2 separate regions of the Zea mays genome follow, and region 1 is linked to region 2. A link is a contact called in public Hi-C data. All regions are on one chromosome and are shown on one strand. The core of a region is the stretch at or near the end of the contact, and the rest is flanking DNA. Distances in the headings are between cores, read along the strand shown.

Region 1 (4,214 bases), core at 69-2,568, 160 kb after region 2:
GTGTGTCTAACAAGTATAATTTCATGTGTATGACATATGACTGTATCATCGTACCCAAATTACTAACAATGGCAAAGCCCCCTTCATCCTTAGACCCAATTTCAAATAATACAAACACAACTTTGAACCTGAAACGTACTAGTAGGAGTGTAGTGTAGCGCCAGCATTCTTCACCGGTGACGAAGCTGCAGTTATTCCAATCTCCAGGTATACAATGAACGAAGCTAAATTTGATCCAAGCCCAACAACGCCGCCATCACCGGCGATGCGAGTCAGCGGTTGAGGAAGTCGCTGATGACCTTGTCCTGCGCGACGGCCTCGTCGCAGCACGGCTCCAGGAGGTGGAACGTGTGTCCCTTGTTGGGCGCCTGCCAAATCTCTGCCTCGCCGGGCCATCCGCTGGCCCTGAGCCGGTCGTAGTAGGCGCGGCCGCGGTCGCGGAGCACGTCGCCCTCGCCGATGCACACGAGCACGCGGCCGCACGCCAGAGAAGCCAGCGGCGGGGCGCCGTCCACGAAGGGGTTGATGAGCGGGTCGTCCTCCCCCGTGGTGGTCGGGCACATGACGCGCCATAGGGATCCCAGGCTCTCGCGCACCTCCAGGCTGATGTCGTCGGAGGGCACCTTGTCGGTGCCCAGGAAGTAGGGGTGGACCATGACGAGGCCCTGGATCCGGGCGTCGTGGGCCAGGCCCTCCGCTGCAACGCGCATCGCCATGTGGTGCGCGATGTTGGAGCCCGCACTCTCACCGCCCAGGTAGAGGCGGGAGAAGTCGGCGTGGCCCGCGATCCATGGGTCCCGGACGTTGTCGCCGGCGGCGGCAAGGTGGGACACGACCCAGGCTAGCGCTTCCCAGGAATCGGCGTAGGCGGCGGGGACGGGGTGCTCGGGGGCCAGGCGGTACTCGACGGAGACGACGAGAACGTTGGCAAGGCCCGCGAAGCTGTTGAAGTAGGAGTGGAAGGTGGGGTTGAAAGCGGAACCGAGGCAGAAGCCGCCCCCGTGGTAGTAGACGAAGATGGGGAGCTTGGCGCTCTCGTCGTCGAGGCGGGGGAGGTAGAGGCGCGCGGAGACGTTGGGGGAGATGACGACGTCCCTGGAGGCGACGCCGGTGGCGGCGTCCGTGGAGGCGGCGACGAACTCGGTACCGAAGTAGCGCTCCACGCGTTTCTTGTAGACGCGAATGCAGGGCATGGACTCGTAGACGATCTCGTCGTCCGTGGAGGCTAGCGGCGGAGCGACGGGTGCGGCGGCCATTGGAGATCTGGGCCGAGCAAGCAACAATGTTCGACTGTGTGCGGTTAGGAGGTCCGGCTCTGGTACAGAAGAGTCGTTGGGTTATGTAGTTGACGCTGAACTTTAGTATCTTCCCATCCTTCAACCCAAAGCATCAAATGACAGTAGATTATGTTGAATACAAAGGCAATTTCTATACTAAAATCAGACCATAATTTATGATGACCGCAGATATAATTATAAGCAGTTTGTTGAGAGCCTTCTTTTCTGTCGAAGGTCATCTAAGCAAAAACACTTTCGGCATGACGATATATAATCAGATATGACATGAAGATATATGCCGAAGTAACAATTGAAAGAGCTTCGGCATGATGGCTGTTGGGGGACTGCTTCGTCGTCGAAGGTCCTTTAAAAAGAAACACTTTCGGAAGATCAGCACATAAGCAAATACAATCGCGAAGTTACACGCCGAAGCTACTATCGAGGGAGCTTCGATATAGCGACATGCCTTGAGACGAAGGGCTGCACCGACTTAAAGAGAAAAAGACCAATCGATCCATGATAATTTGTGTCATGATTGTAACTAGTTGTCGAGGACATAAATGTAATTTTGATCGGGCTGTGCCCCGTGCCTATAAATAGGTGAACGGTACCCCCGTACTGTTCACGCTGACTGTTATTCGCTCGTGCGTCACGCTTGGACTTTTTGCCTTCTGTCAAGCCGAAGGTACAAATGTAATTCAATATTGTTCTTATTCATCCATGATGACATAATAAAGATATATTGATAATGTCATATGATTATTCATGTTATTTCTTATGCTTCATATGCTTCGTCTTTCATTAACATATACTGCGATGATGAAGGTACGTCCTTCATGACCTTCGTCTGAAGATCGTTATATCCTAAGAGAAATAATGCTTCGAAGGACAAAGGGCAATAACCATTAACCTCTTTTTGTGTGGCCTTGTTCTTAATTCATAGCATTTGAAAACAAGTCCCCAACATTGGCGCCCACCTCCGGTGAACTCACTTCCACTCTCGAGCTGATGGCTTCGTTCAACAACCAAGTCGTAGCACCTTCGGCTACGAAGCTAGTGCTCCCGATAACAGGCGGCTCAAGTTTAGAGCTGGCTAACAAAAAGCAGAAGAAGTAAGCGCAGAGAAGGGTGCAACATGTTGGGGTGCAGGGACCCTTCATCAAGTTAAAATGGTCCCACATCCCAATCACCTTCTCCAGGAGGACCTTCAGCTCAAAGATTATCCTCACAATGATGCTATGGTCATATCCTGTGTCATCAAGGGATTTCTGGTCCATAATGTTCTGGTCGATACAGGCAGTGCAACAGATATCATATTTGCTAAGGCCTTCAGACAGATGCAAGAGCCAGAAGACAAGATTTATGATGCTACACACCCTCTTTGTGGCTTCGGAGGAAGGCAGATTGTAGCACTCGGCAAAATCACAATGCCAGTGACCTTCGGCTTCGTCCACAATAGGTTGTCTTTGACATTGTTGACATGGAGTACCCCTATAATGCAATCATTGGTCGAGAGGCACTTAATGCCTTTGAAGCAATACTTCATCCAGCATATTTATGCATGAAGATACCTTCGTAACAAGGGCCCATTGCTGTCCATGAGAGTCAAGAAGCTGCCAGAAGGGCTGAAGGAAATTGTATAGATTCAAAGGCAATTCATAATATAGATGGAGCCGAAGCCTGTCAGCAGTATAAATACAAAAGAGAGAAGGCTGCTTCGGCGGATCAGTCGAAGCCTATGCTCCTATGTGAAGACATAACAGAACAAAGGGTACTGCTGGGGTCTCAGCTGTCTGAAGAGCAAGAGAAGACTTTGCTAAGATTTTTATTCAACAACACAGATGTCTTTGCTTGGTCAGCCAATGATCTTTGTTGTGTCAACAGAGATGTCATTGAACATTCACTCAATGTGGATCCATCTTTCAGGCCAAGAAAATAAAGGCTTCGAAAGATGTCTAAAGACAAAGCTGAAGGTGGTGCTCAAAACGAAGTGAAGAGACTTCTTAGCACTGGTGTCATCAGAGAAGTGAAATACCCAGAATGGCTAGCCAGCACTGTTATGGTGAAGAAGGCCAATGGTAAATGGAGAATGTGCATTGATTTCATAGATCTCAACAAGGCTTGTCCAAAGGACGAGTTTCCATTGCCAAGAATAGACTCTCTAGTAGATGCAACAGCTTCTTCAGAGCTCATGAGTCTGTTGGATTGTTAATCAGGCTACCGTCAAATTTGGATGAAGAAGGAAGACGAGCCGAAGAATAGCTTCATAACCCCTAGTGGTACCTATTGCTATCTTAGGATGCCTAAGGGGCTTAAAAATGATAGAGGAAGCTTCAGCAGAATGACAGCCAAAGTCCTTCATTCTCAAATAGGCCGGAATGTACTGACCTATGTTGATGATATCATAGTGAAAAGCACGAAGCAAGAAAATCACATTGCTGATTTGCAAGAGACATTTGCCAATTTCAGGAAAGCTGGCCTGAAGTTAAATCCAGAAAAGTGTGTTTTGGGGGTGAAGAAGGGTAAGTTCCTTGGCTGTTTAGTATCAACGAAAGGAATTGAAGCCAACCCGAGCAAGATCGAAGCTATCCTTCGGATGGAGCCACCAAGAACAAAGAAGGAGGCCCAACGGCTGGCAGGAAGACTAGCATTATTGAACAGATTCATATCCAGATCAGCAGAAAGAAATCTACCATTCTTTGAAATACTGAAGTCAACCGAAGTTTTTCAATGGGGTCCGGCTCAACAAAAAGCTTTCAAAGAGTTGAAACAATACTTGATTGATCTAACGACATTAACTCCACCTTTGCCAGGGGCTCCATTACTCTTGTATGTGGCAGCTTCGCACCCTGCAGTTAGTGCGGCTCTTGTACAGGAGAAGCTAGATGGCCAAATCAAAAAGCAGGCTCCAGTGTACTTCGTCTCCAAAGTTTTAAG
Region 2 (4,250 bases), core at 933-3,432:
CCGCTCAAACATTTTATTGATGTGCAGGGTTTGGGCTGTAGAGAAATAATGTAATGTAGCCTGTAATATTATCTCGCTGCATTGTGTAAAAAGAGAAGAGAGATGTCGTAGTCCATAAAAGTTGAATCCCCAACTTGGTGATATAATCCCGAGGAACCTGTAACAAATGTCACGTATTCCACGGGATCGACGTAGGACTGTAGGAGTAGATCATAAGATTAATGCAAAAGTTCATTGAACACAGACTCTGAAATCTGTGGGCCTGGCAACGCTCAAACAGATGGCGTGTCACTACTCACTAGTAGGCTCGATTTTTTGCAAGTACAAGTTTGACATATATAGGGATGGCTTCTCCTTGAACGACACGGCCGGCGACGAGGCTTCGGATTCGTAAGTCGTAACCCTGCAGCAGCATTGATTGTATGGGCCAAGCGATGGCCAGGACCCTTATCGGATATATAAGGTGATCTGGTTGGCATAATGCATGCATCACGTGCTTGTTGATAGCTATCGAGATTCTGGAAACCCAGGACCGCAAACCCCCCAAATTCTAGCTGGTTGGCAGTTGGCACACCGTCGGAGTTAGCCGATGATAGAAAAGGTGATCGGAGCACGAATCACGAGGTAAGAAATGGATAGAAAAAGGTTATCGGAGCACGGTTACTCAGAAGAGTCACCGAACTAATGTTCGTTGCTGAAGCGATGGGTGATAGATTATAGTGAACTCAACATCTTTTCTGAGGCAACGGATCATGTGCAAACCAGATATTTGGTGCAAACCGTGCATCCGTGCAAGCAGTTATGAAAATTTCCTAAAATAACCCTCCCATCATGTGTCAGCTATCAAAACAACCATTCCACCTCCTCTATTATACTTTTAAATACCTTCTCCCACTTCTAACTACATGTTGGTTTGCACCATTACATGGTTTGCACCTGATTTGTTTCCTAGATGTATCATCTGCATTTGATACGTTACTTTTCTAAGACTCTAGAATGCCAATCCATCTACTACCTCGATTATGATAGGGGTAATCAGGATGAACCTTCTTTCCTGGATTTGATGGCGGTGTTCGTTAGTGTTGCAACATTCGTTGCCGACGCCCCACACTCCTTGTGCTCCTACTCATTGTTAGTTGCATCAACGAGGGGTACCTAGATTCTTGCTCCAGCAGGGGATTCAAGAACCATGGAAGCCATTTGTGATAGTGGTTCCAGTTATTAGTAGGGTAAGGTGATCGAGACCTTGTGGCGGGTACAGTTTTGGCCAAACGGTTGTGATGGCGTCCATGCCGACCATAGGCTCATTTATATAGCACCCATCGTGATCAGAGGCCACAACCATGGGTGCTATTGTGCCCTCGACAGAGCATGTGGTGAACGCAGGGATAAGGGACTCTTCCTTGATTTCGCTTCACTTCTGTTACTAAGGATGAGAGGACATATCAACAATGAGTCCATGCAAGGAAAGATATAGCACATTAATATTATCTCCAACTATATTATGTCTCTTTTATATTCCTTCTACACATACTTCTCTAAAAATTCTCTCCTCTATCTTATTTTTCTCTAATTTATATCTTGTCATCTATACGTTAAATACCTATATTAAAGATATATTTTACAGGTGATTTTTGAACATACATATTTATCATGTCTTGTACATATTTTAGTTTTGCTTAATCCGCTATTTAAAGTATTAAATTAGATAGAGAAGAGAACCTCTACGTATACAACAGATGAAAAGATGTTTTAGATGATACTGTTCGAACTATAGAGAAGAAAATCCTCTATTAGAATACACAATCTTTACCGATCTATTTTGGAGACAGCCTAAGGCCATATTCTAAACATCTAAAACTAATAATTAACAACTAAAAATACTTGAGAGATTTAGAACAGGTCAACTAGTAGATCAATATATTAATTGTTAGTTATACCGCTTAAATAGCTACTGGTTGTTAGTTGCTCCAACAACCCATTTAAACCAGTTAACAACTTATTAGCTGATTAACAATTAGCTTTGGAGGTTTGAAACAGCCTAAGCCACAAAGTACCAACCGGTTCTTCGAAATTCGGCTACAAACGAAACGATCATTAGCGGCTGTGTGGTGAGTCGAGCGCGACAAGTCGCATGCATTGCCACGCATGCCCGCCCGTTCCAATCTCGTTCACGTCCCGGACAAGCGGTAGCACAGGACAGCCCGCCCGTTCCAATCACGTTCACGTCCCTGACAAGCGGTAGCACAGGACAGTGGACAGGACGGTCCGGCCGTCCGGCCGCCGCCCACAACCTCGTGTGGGCATCTGCCATGTGTGCAGCGTGCCTGCAATCTGCATGCACGCACCCGCGTTGCGGCGCCGTCCCGCATGTAAATTAAACAAGCGAAATGGCCATGATGTGCTCTTCAACTCGCACGTCCCGATCGATCACTCCGTTCGTTCCCCTAGTGCCCACACCGGTTGCGCGTCGCCGACACATGGAGCAGCGGGCGCTCGATCGCCGTGGCCACATATATCTTGGCGTGGGCGTGCCGTCGAAGGAATGCGGCGGCAGCCCGGCCGTGCGGCCGGTAAGATGATCAATTCCAATTTGATTGGCTCCGCTATTCGATCGAGGTGTTTTTTACACCAAAGCATCAACCTCACTGGCCGGCCGGCCGAAAGACGCACCCGCAGCAGCCTCGCGAGCATACCACCATGGACGCATGGCGTTTATACAGAGGTCTATCAATGAGCCACCCACCACTCCTCTTCTCTGTTCATTAGTGCAAAAGAGGCAAGCAAGCCATGATCGTGAGATGTCAAAAGGTTGAGAGATCAAAAGCAGCTGGATCTGGTGGCCTATCCTTTGTTCCCTGCTTATATCTCGCCGACCGGCTCAAAAGTACAAGAGAAATCCAGAGCTTGTTCGGCTGCCCATGTGGGAGCACTGTTGCAGCTGCAAAATACTGTTGCAGCTGCAATCCCTAGAGATAAAATACTGTAGAAGCCGCAGCCGCAGTCGGATTAAAGCCGCAGCGAACAAGCCACCAGTTGGATCGTCCAGCTGCCTGCGCGTGCCATGGAAAGGCGCCGAGGACCTCTCCAGTCCTGGGAGGCTGGGCTCCTGGCTACTACATACTGTTAGGGTGTATTCGTTTGTTCCGGAATCATGGTCTAGAACCAATCCAACCAGGAATACTTATCTAATTTGTATAGGTGTTGACGCCTTTTCGGAGCGCCAAATACTCAAGAAGAACCGGCGGCGGTGCTCTCTGCACAGGGGCGGACGGTCCGCGCGCGGGGCCGGACGGTCCGCGGCCTGGTGCGAGGCACGGTGGTACTCTCTGCGCAGGGGCGGACTGTCCGCGGCCTGGTGCGCGGCTAGGGCTTCTCTGCCTGACGGCCGGACGGTCCGCGCCCTGAGGCCGGACGGTCCGCGCGTACGCAGAGACGGCGGAAGTCGCCGGCGGCGCCTGGATCTCGCTCCCGGGAGGGACCCCGTCGGGGAGGAGAGATCCTAGGTGGTGTCTAGGCTCGGGCCGGCCGACCTAGACTCCTCTAATCGACGTAGAGCCGAAGAGAGACGAAGAATTTGGGGATTGGGAGGCTAAACCTAAACTAGACTAGAACTACTCTTAGGATAAAATGCGAATAAAAGTTATATTGATTCGATTGTTGATGATTACAAATCGGCCGTAGACCTCTCTATTTATAGAGGAGGGGGGCTGGACCCTTTACACAACTGATTCCGAGCTAATCCCGCGAATATAGCTAACAACCGTAGCACAAAACTCGGAACCCTAATCTATTCTGCGCACGCGCGGACCGTCCGGCCCACAGGCGCGGACCGTCCGCTTGCTCATTTTTGGTTCGAACATATGCCCCCCTGCCTTTTGGTGGAGCTGGGCGAACCAAAAGCATCTAACTCGATGTGATCACATCGGTTCTCTTAGGCATCTTGCCACATACTAGGATGGTACTGTTTGAGGAAACGCCCATTCAAAGCCTTTGGTAAATTCTTGCCTTGTAATATTTGTAGCAAATAGGCGTTACCAGACATTACCTGTTTTACTTTATAAGGACCCTCCCAGCTTGGCGACCACTTTCCAAACTTCCGGTCTTTATTCCTTAGAGGCAAGATGGTCTTCCACACCAGATCCCCTACTTGAAATGACTTTGCTTATTGTAGGCCCTGGCTACCATGATCTTGTCCTTTTCTATCGCTCCCAAAGCTATCATCCTCTTGTCGGTCACCTCATCAATAT

Evidence for each region. Hi-C and Micro-C count contacts between places; a contact is called where the count stands out from the background.
Region 1: a Hi-C map of leaf shows a contact between it and region 2, with 8 times the contacts expected there. The contact joins the promoter of LOC100284217 here to the enhancer-like site in region 2. A contact is called at or near these places in 3 of 25 Hi-C or Micro-C datasets (ear, leaf and tassel).

Annotation. Positions count from the first base shown.
Region 1 is chr4:93,046,957-93,051,170 of Zm-B73-REFERENCE-NAM-5.0, forward strand. LOC100284217 (gibberellin receptor GID1L2) reads right to left here and starts at 1,319. Exons shown (of 1, transcript NM_001157112.2): 1 at 225-1,319. The coding sequence starts at 1,256. The coding sequence ends at 273.
Region 2 is chr4:92,886,514-92,890,763 of Zm-B73-REFERENCE-NAM-5.0, forward strand. It overlaps LOC100277781, which reads left to right. Exons shown (of 11, transcript NM_001349958.1): 11 at 1-236. The coding sequence ends at 20. Among protein-coding and RNA genes, the nearest start is that of LOC100277781, 42 kb to the left of the region's middle. Within about 2 kb of position 2,183, at least 8 of the 20 cell types and tissues checked have an H3K27ac peak or open chromatin away from gene starts, as enhancers often do. A contact at or near this core is called in leaf, where this site is marked.